Regions from separate parts of the Bicyclus anynana genome. Here region 1 is linked to region 2. Evidence: chromatin contacts called from public Hi-C data. All regions are on one chromosome and are shown on one strand. The core of a region is the stretch at or near the end of the contact, and the rest is flanking DNA. Distances in the headings are between cores, read along the strand shown. Region 1 holds the start of LOC112048288 (pre-mRNA-splicing factor syf1 homolog). Region 2 holds the start of LOC112048300 (LIM domain-containing protein jub).

The links. A called contact is a pair of places that touch in the nucleus more often than the background predicts.
Region 1: a contact with region 2 is called in a Hi-C map of whole larva, with 9 times the contacts expected there. The contact joins the promoter of LOC112048288 here to the promoter of LOC112048300 in region 2. A contact is called at or near these places in 2 of 2 Hi-C or Micro-C datasets (whole body and whole larva).

Annotation. Positions count from the first base shown.
Region 1 is chr3:5,201,958-5,205,860 of ilBicAnyn1.1, reverse strand. LOC112048288 (pre-mRNA-splicing factor syf1 homolog) reads left to right here and starts at 1,486. Exons shown (of 2, transcript XM_024085769.2): 1 at 1,486-1,689; 2 at 2,826-3,903. The coding sequence starts at 1,651.
Region 2 is chr3:5,025,757-5,029,730 of ilBicAnyn1.1, reverse strand. LOC112048300 (LIM domain-containing protein jub) reads left to right here and starts at 2,085. Exons shown (of 6, transcript XM_024085786.2): 1 at 2,085-3,780. The coding sequence starts at 2,295. LOC112048309 (DNA-directed RNA polymerase II subunit RPB2) reads right to left here and starts at 643. Exons shown (of 1, transcript XM_024085796.2): 1 at 1-643. The coding sequence starts at 421.

The DNA.
Region 1 (3,903 bases), core at 237-2,736, 180 kb before region 2:
TACACGTAGAGGAATTAGAAAATGGAGATGCATCACACTCAAATTCACGAACAAAATTGTCTGTCGTTTTTTGAGGGGGACGAGGTAAAGTCACACATCGAAAATATTTAACACTATTAAAAATATTCCATGTCCATACACTACACACAACTATAAATTTGTCTCGCAATACACACACGCATAATTTTTATTATCAAACACATTGACTATCCACAGATACATAGAATATTCGATTACTGATCGATGTTTGGCTGTTTCGTCAAAAGAATCGATTCTTTTTATAAATTGTTTTTATTACAAATTTGATAAAATTAAGGTTAAAATACTTTCAAAAGAAACGTTACTCCATATTTTACTAAACTACAAGTTTTAGGCCGTTTTTTATGCCCTTTAACTTCACAAACCGGCATTTTTAGGGAACTCTTTACACGACTAAAACAATCAAACATCGATTCTATAGCAACAGTTTTTATAAACGCGTTAGATCATAGATTTTTGATCTTTGCCAGAGGGGTAACGGTTAGCGAGGCAGGTCCTGTTATTTAAACGGTCTAAGTGTCCACAGCCCTCTGTGCCGTAGATTATAGGATATTATGTTATCATTAATCTATGGCGGTCTGTTCTGTCTTGGTAGGTCACTATTAAATATGTTCCTTGGTCACTATCTTCATTCTTTTATGCCGTTTGTGATCTTCATTTGACTTGACCAGGGTGTAATCAGTCTGTACATTACGACCTCAGTACAAATTGCATATGCCTCCTTAATTCCCTATTTGCTCAATAGATGGCGCTTTAAGGCACTTTGACCAGCAGGACTCTGAGGTAATCTTAAGCCAGGTATTAAAAAAAAATTATAACCTTGTGCGGCTGACATTTTGTTTAATTTTTTATACGAAACGGTTTTATTTCTGCTGCTTTCTTCATGGTGTTTTTTTGCGTTGATCTTTCCCGACGACCTGGCTTTTTTTATGGATTTTGGTGACTGTTATAAACCGTTTTAACCTGTGCTTTACTTTGGATTCCGAGAACTCTGTTATATATGTCTTGTCTTGGGATTTAGTAGAGTTCTTTTTTTATTTTTTCGTGCAGATTTTTTACATTTAATTGGTGTAAGTCAACAAATATATTGTTAAGGGGTACCACTAGAGGTTTTGACGAAGATGACTCTATTCAAAGAGACGGAGTTGTTTATGTACACAAAAGGAGAAACAATAAATAATTATATGTATCCCATTTGTGTTTTTATTATTTGTATCCGAATTCCTAAATAAAATAATAGAATTAAAGAACAGTTAATACTATTATGTAAACATTATGTTTATGTCTCTATGGATATAGGTATATATACGTAATTCGACGCTCATTTTATACTTATGGGTATATATTATAATTGGTGTAGTTCTCTATCTGCTCACATGATGGCGCTAAGCGAAGATGGCAACTGAGGACTCTATACCCTATATTCAATGTACTCTATGGACTTGACGTTTGTGCACTGTGGTCATTATCATCTGTCATCAGATGATCTGAAATTCTGAAAAATTATTAAAATTAAAAACTAATTTTATTTTAATGTTTATTGTTCCTCTAACAAATAACAATTTCATTATTTCATATCAATAGTAATTAATTGTTATTGCAAATAACAATATGCCTACTCTTGATGGAAAAGAAATCGATATATTTTTTGTAAGTAATTTTCACTTCTGAGCATTTTGATGGTGGTTGACTGTTTTACAATAAATAAACGATACTATTCTACAATAAACTCAAGATATATCTATAAACAGCTTATTTTTCAATCACTTCGTAGTTTCATATTGTCGAATACGTACACGGGCTATAATACCAGTGAATAAACAATGAAAATTAACTATTATTATGTCTCACTCAGTCCATTTATTAGGTATTAATAGTTAAAGAGCTAAGTTACGCTATAGCAGCCTACTTTAGCCCCTATGACTCATGATTATGCTGTGCGGAATGGGCATTACAGAAAACCTCAGGGCCTGACCACAGAATCCATGAAACACATTGTGTTAGCATAGGCGTATATAGCTATATACCCTACCCTAAAGTGGACCTGTGTCTACCCTAGGATTCTGTGCTACCAATATGGAATTCTATTAAAATACTAATAAGAGACTTTATGTTGGGGGCCAGGCATACCTTAATAATCCTAAATACGCCAATGTGTGTTAGCTTCACAAGCTGGCTAGAAAATAGATGGATCAGGAGACATACAATACTGTATGTTAGTACAGTATTGTAAACTGTACTGATCTGGCAAACTTTGTTCTGTTCACATAACTTGATTTTATATTAAAAAACAACAGCTACAACTGAACTATTAGATAGGCATATATTAAAATGAATTACCTAAATCTATAAAATTCAAATAAATTATAACTAATACTTAATTATCAAAATTTGCTGTCTTTGGTAGAGTGCCCATCACACAGGCAGCATTCCCGAATTTGTTGAGCGAGAAAACTGCCTGCCCGAAGGTCACCTGTTGTCTCCCTGAGGCACTTGGTAATCTCCTTGTGGAGAGTCTGGGCGGTCCTACCCCACAGACCTAGAGTCTTGATGCCAAATAGTATAGACAACTGTATTTTAGTATCAGTGTCTGTGCTCACACATTTGCTGGTCAACTGCATATAAGATATCAGAACATGTGGCATCCCACACCAAAGCACAATCCATTCTCCAGGGCATTTATGACAAACCATAGGGGCGCTAACCTAATTAAGATTTATGAGTACTAAGATTTACAATACTAATTGCTTCTTTAAGGTTTATATCTATTTTATTATATCTTACAGACTGAAGAAGACTTACCATATGAAGAAGAGATATTAAGAAATCCATTTTCAGTCAAACATTGGCTTAGATACATAGAACATAAAAAATCTGCACCCAAAAATGAAATTAATATGATCTATGAGAGAGCTCTCAAAGAATTACCAGGTTCTTTTAAGCTTTGGTACAATTATCTTAAATTAAGAAGATCACAGATTAGAGGTCGTTGCATTATAGACCCTGCTTATGAAGATGTTAACAATTGTTTTGAAAGGTCACTTGTTTTTATGCATAAAATGCCTAGAATATGGATGGATTACTGTACCTTTCTAACAGACCAATGTAAAATAACTGTTACTAGGAATGCATTTGATAGTGCTTTAAGGGCTTTGCCTATTACACAACATCATAGAATTTGGCCACTTTATCTCAGTTTTCTAAAGAAACATAACATCCCAGAAACAGCTGTGAGAGTATTCAGACGATATCTCAAGCTATCTCCAGAAGACACAGAAGAATATATTGATTATTTAATAGTAATAGAAAAATTAGATGAAGCAGCAGTGAAACTGGCACAACTTGTTAACAATGAGAACTTTCAGTCAAAGCATGGAAAATCAAATCACCAACTTTGGAATGAACTTTGTGAATTAATATCTAAAAATCCAGACAAAATTCATTCACTAAATGTTGATGCTATAATTAGAGGTGGACTTAGACGTTATACTGATCAGTTAGGACATCTGTGGAACTCATTAGCAGACTATTATGTTAGGAGTGGTCTGTTTGAGAGAGCTAGAGATATCTATGAAGAAGCCATACAAACTGTAACCACTGTTAGAGACTTTACTCAGGTTTTTGATGCATATGCTCAATTTGAGGAACTCAGTCTAAGTAAAAAAATGGAGGAAGTTGCTAAGAAAGTAAATCCCACTGAAGATGATGACATTGATTTAGAACTTAGATTAGCAAGGTTTGAATACTTAATGGAGAGAAGATTGCTACTTCTGAATTCAGTGCTTTTAAGGCAAAACCCACATAATGTAGCTGAATGGCATAAAAGAGTTAAACTTTATGAAGGCAAACCCCATGAAATTATTG
Region 2 (3,974 bases), core at 836-3,335:
CAATGGGATCTTCATTCTCTTTCACAATAGTTTTTGTTATGTCGACATAAAGCGGAGCTGAATACGTCAAATTGCGTAGACGCGCTTCGTTAGGCATCATAGGAGATGGGGCACCGTCTTTTTCCCAATGAGTTGGTTTAGATAGGTAGATTTGATCAAATTTCAAGTTATATTTAGGTGGCGATTCGATTTCACCAGATGAATGCTGAGCTTCAGCTTGTAGCTCGATAGGTGGAGAGTCTTCCACAATGCGTTGCACGGACATCTGTATGAACTCATCGAAGCTGTCAAGTTGTTGCCTTACTAAACCTTTCTCGTCAAAGTATGCGTTGATAACAATCCAGCAAGCTTCCTGCCAGAGTTCTGATGATATTTCTTCGACCTCTTCCTCCTCATACTGGTCGTCTTCGGTTTCGTACATATTGCACAAATGAGTTTTTATTGGAAGGTTTAGTCAAAGTAATTCAGCAGTGTAATGAATGTCATCACGTTCACTCGTGAAATTAATTAACTATCACAATATAGAATTGGGCGGTACTACGGAATGGAAAGCTCTATTTTACTACGATTTAAATATGAAAACTGAAATTAATAAAGAAGAGCGTCACCTCGGCTGGAAGATGACACCACAGATTAAGTAACAAATTACATTTACGACAAATAAAAATACAAAACAAAATCCTACCATAATCCTACAGACACAGAGTTTCAGAGTATATACTGCAGGACTACATATTTAGGTCGTAGACAGAGAAATATAGTATAAATGCGTTAAGTTTCTAGACCGTTAATACATGAAACACGTCGGACTGCGCAGCTATTACAACTCCACTATATAGGCTATGTTTTTATATTCTGGGCAACTATATGCTAATGCTTGATTACTCGAAGTTTAGTTTAAATGGCGCGTATTTTACCTTCATTCTCTGTCTACGCTGTAGGTATTTGTTTTCTACATCGTGTTTGGGAACCATAGAGTGCACAAAGATAGATATCTGTCTGTGTTTGTCAAAGTACAGTAGTGATGTGCAATGTTTGAATAAATCGATAAATAATAATAGATTGGTTGATGCTAAAATAATACTCTGTTAAAGACTCTCATTTATTTATTTCTCATTTTATTTATTTTTTAACAATGTTATATACATACAAAATATACTAAACACTATTAAAACTAATAAAAAAATTTAAACCTCGCGCTTCGGGACATTTGAGTGGTCAGGGTCAGTGGTCAGGGCTCCAGAGTGAGGAAACTCCTCACAATACGCGCCGTCTCAAGAATCACTGCCTTCTGTATCCGACTCTTCATCCAACACACTCCCCTTTTCCACTCAAGTCACTCTTGACTGACTTGACGTCACGGCTAGAACGAGCATACTGAAGCCGACCGTACGACGAGCGGCTTATATCGCAAGTCGTTCCATCCAACCGATCACTACCCCTCTCTAACTTCCCGACTATTTACGGAAACAAGTCGCTCTACCTAGCGTCAGCACGAGCCAACAAGAGATCGAGTGACGTAATTTTTTTTATTCTTTACAAGTTAGCTCTTGACTACAATCTCACCTGATGGTAAGTGATGATGCAATCTAAGATGGAAGCAGGTAAACTTATTAGGAGGAGAATGAAAATCCACACCCCTTTCAGCTTACACGACATCGTACCGGAACGCTAAATCGCTTGGCAATACGTCTTTGTCGGTAGGGTGGTAACTAGCCACGACCAAAGCCTCCCACCAGCCAGACCTGGACTAATAAAGAAAATCTCAATCGGCCTAGCCGGGGATCGAACTCAGGACCTCTGTCATGTAAATCCACCGCACATACCACTGCACCACGGAGGTCGTCATATCCGTCTCAGACTAATCATTATAATATTAACAATTTCTTTGTAAATTGGCCTATTTTAAATATTATGAGCTCTTGCTTTAATTTTTGAATAGTACATACTACTTCGTCATCGAAAACATTCGTTTGTTTGGAATCTGGATTTCGCATTTCGCAAACTTAACCCAAATTAAACAGTAAAATATCCAATCCAAAGACTCTTTTACGAGACGAGGGCTCCTGAGTAAATATGTTCCTTGAACGAGGGTGACTAACACAATTTATCACAGCTCACTTATCACATTCATTCACATCACCAACACAATGCACATCACTAATTTTGTTTTTTATAGTATTTTTACAATGTTTTGTTGAAGATTACGAGAACAAAATGATTATGAATCATAAAAGTACGATTTTAGTGTAATTTTCATTTGTGTCGTTAATTTTTTTCAATATTGTTTAATTATGGATTCCTCAAGAAGGAATAATTCCGAGGAGCAACGGTGCGTTTTGAGTTTGCAAGATTTGAAAATATCCAACAAAGAAGATAATGATACTGAGCAAGCGCACTCGGCTTCGACTTCCAACATTAACGTTCAAACGAAGCCCAGACCCGTCGGCGCAATAGAGAGCTTCACTTTAGAGAATGCTCCCGTCAATCGGCAAGATTACAGTTTTTACGAGCGCTCCAATGTTATAGCGTCCTCAAAGTTTGCGACTCCCAAGCGAGTGGAGACCATAGCGTCAATCAATAAACGCGATATTAATACTGCAGCGCTTCCGGCCAGCCCCACGCGATCTATAGACTCCATTTCGCAGAGGTCGCTCAGTTATCAAACGGAGGATTTGTACGAAATACCAGGTAATACGAACAGTCAGTATCCGCCGCCAGTTTACGAGAACATCGAGTATTACGGCGAGCAGCAGCTCCCGCAGCCGCCCTACTACCACCAGCTGTACCAGAGCTCGCCGCTCGTCGCCGACGGCTACTACAACACCCGGTACAGCAAGGCGCAACCGCAAGTTCCTGTCAACAACAAAACCAAGTTAAATCCCTTGCTCTATGAGAATATGCTTTGTCCTGAAAATGATAAAAAGATTGAGTATAAAGTGCAAGCCAATCCAGACCAGCAATATATGCAACAGAGCTCTGTTCCTGGGCCCCAGGTTCCCAACACCACTATAAATAGGAACAGCTCACAGAAACTGTTGAATGACAAGAGCAAAGTAGAAAAGCCCCCACCGCCACCTTACATCTCAACAGATAACTCCAGCAGTGATTATACTGTTATGAAGTCTGCGCCACCAAAATACACTGATGTCAGTGCCCTTTTAAAAAGTAACAACTCTGTAAGTTTTGATGACAAAGTTGTGACCATTCCGTCAACTGCTATTTACGCATCGATCGCGCCGAGTGCTCAAAGACCTAAGGCGAATATTGCTACAGAGGTTCAAGGTGCTGTGATTGCTCCAAAATACTTTCACCCAAAACCAACAGTAGGAAATGGTTTGGGGAAAGCAAAGCCTGCTGTTAACGGTAGTTACATTTCCAACCCTAAACCTATACCTAATAGAATGCAAATAATTGAGGATACAAATGGGTCAGACTATGTTTGTATGACTGGAGGATCCCCCGCTGCTGCTGTGGCTGCAGCAAACAAAGACAACATCTCTCTAGCATCAGAATCAATAAGTTCACGCAATATGGCCTCTGGGTTAACTTCTATGTGTTCACCTGTGCAGTCGCCTGCACCCAGTCCTACTCCTAGTTCAGTTTCTCAACTCTCAGGAGGGTCTAGAGGTTCTGGAGGTCGTGGGAAGAGCCTTCTTCCATATAGTATCACACCACCTCGACCACCAGGGCCAAGTGAAGCCCAACGTAAAATTGAAGAACTGACACGACAGCTTGAGGAAGAAATGGAGAGACAAGACGAGGAAGGAGAATACTTTGGTATGAACCTTTTAACTTTATAATAACCAAACATGTTTCACACTACTTTTATCAATGTTCAAGCTTTAATTATTTAAGGAATAAAACATTTTTATGGGTATTTATTTCTCTTCACTTTCCTAGTATGCAGTTAAGTGAAGAGAAATAAATATGTCTAGCCTAGAAATGGTCGGTCCCATCTCTTTCAACACACT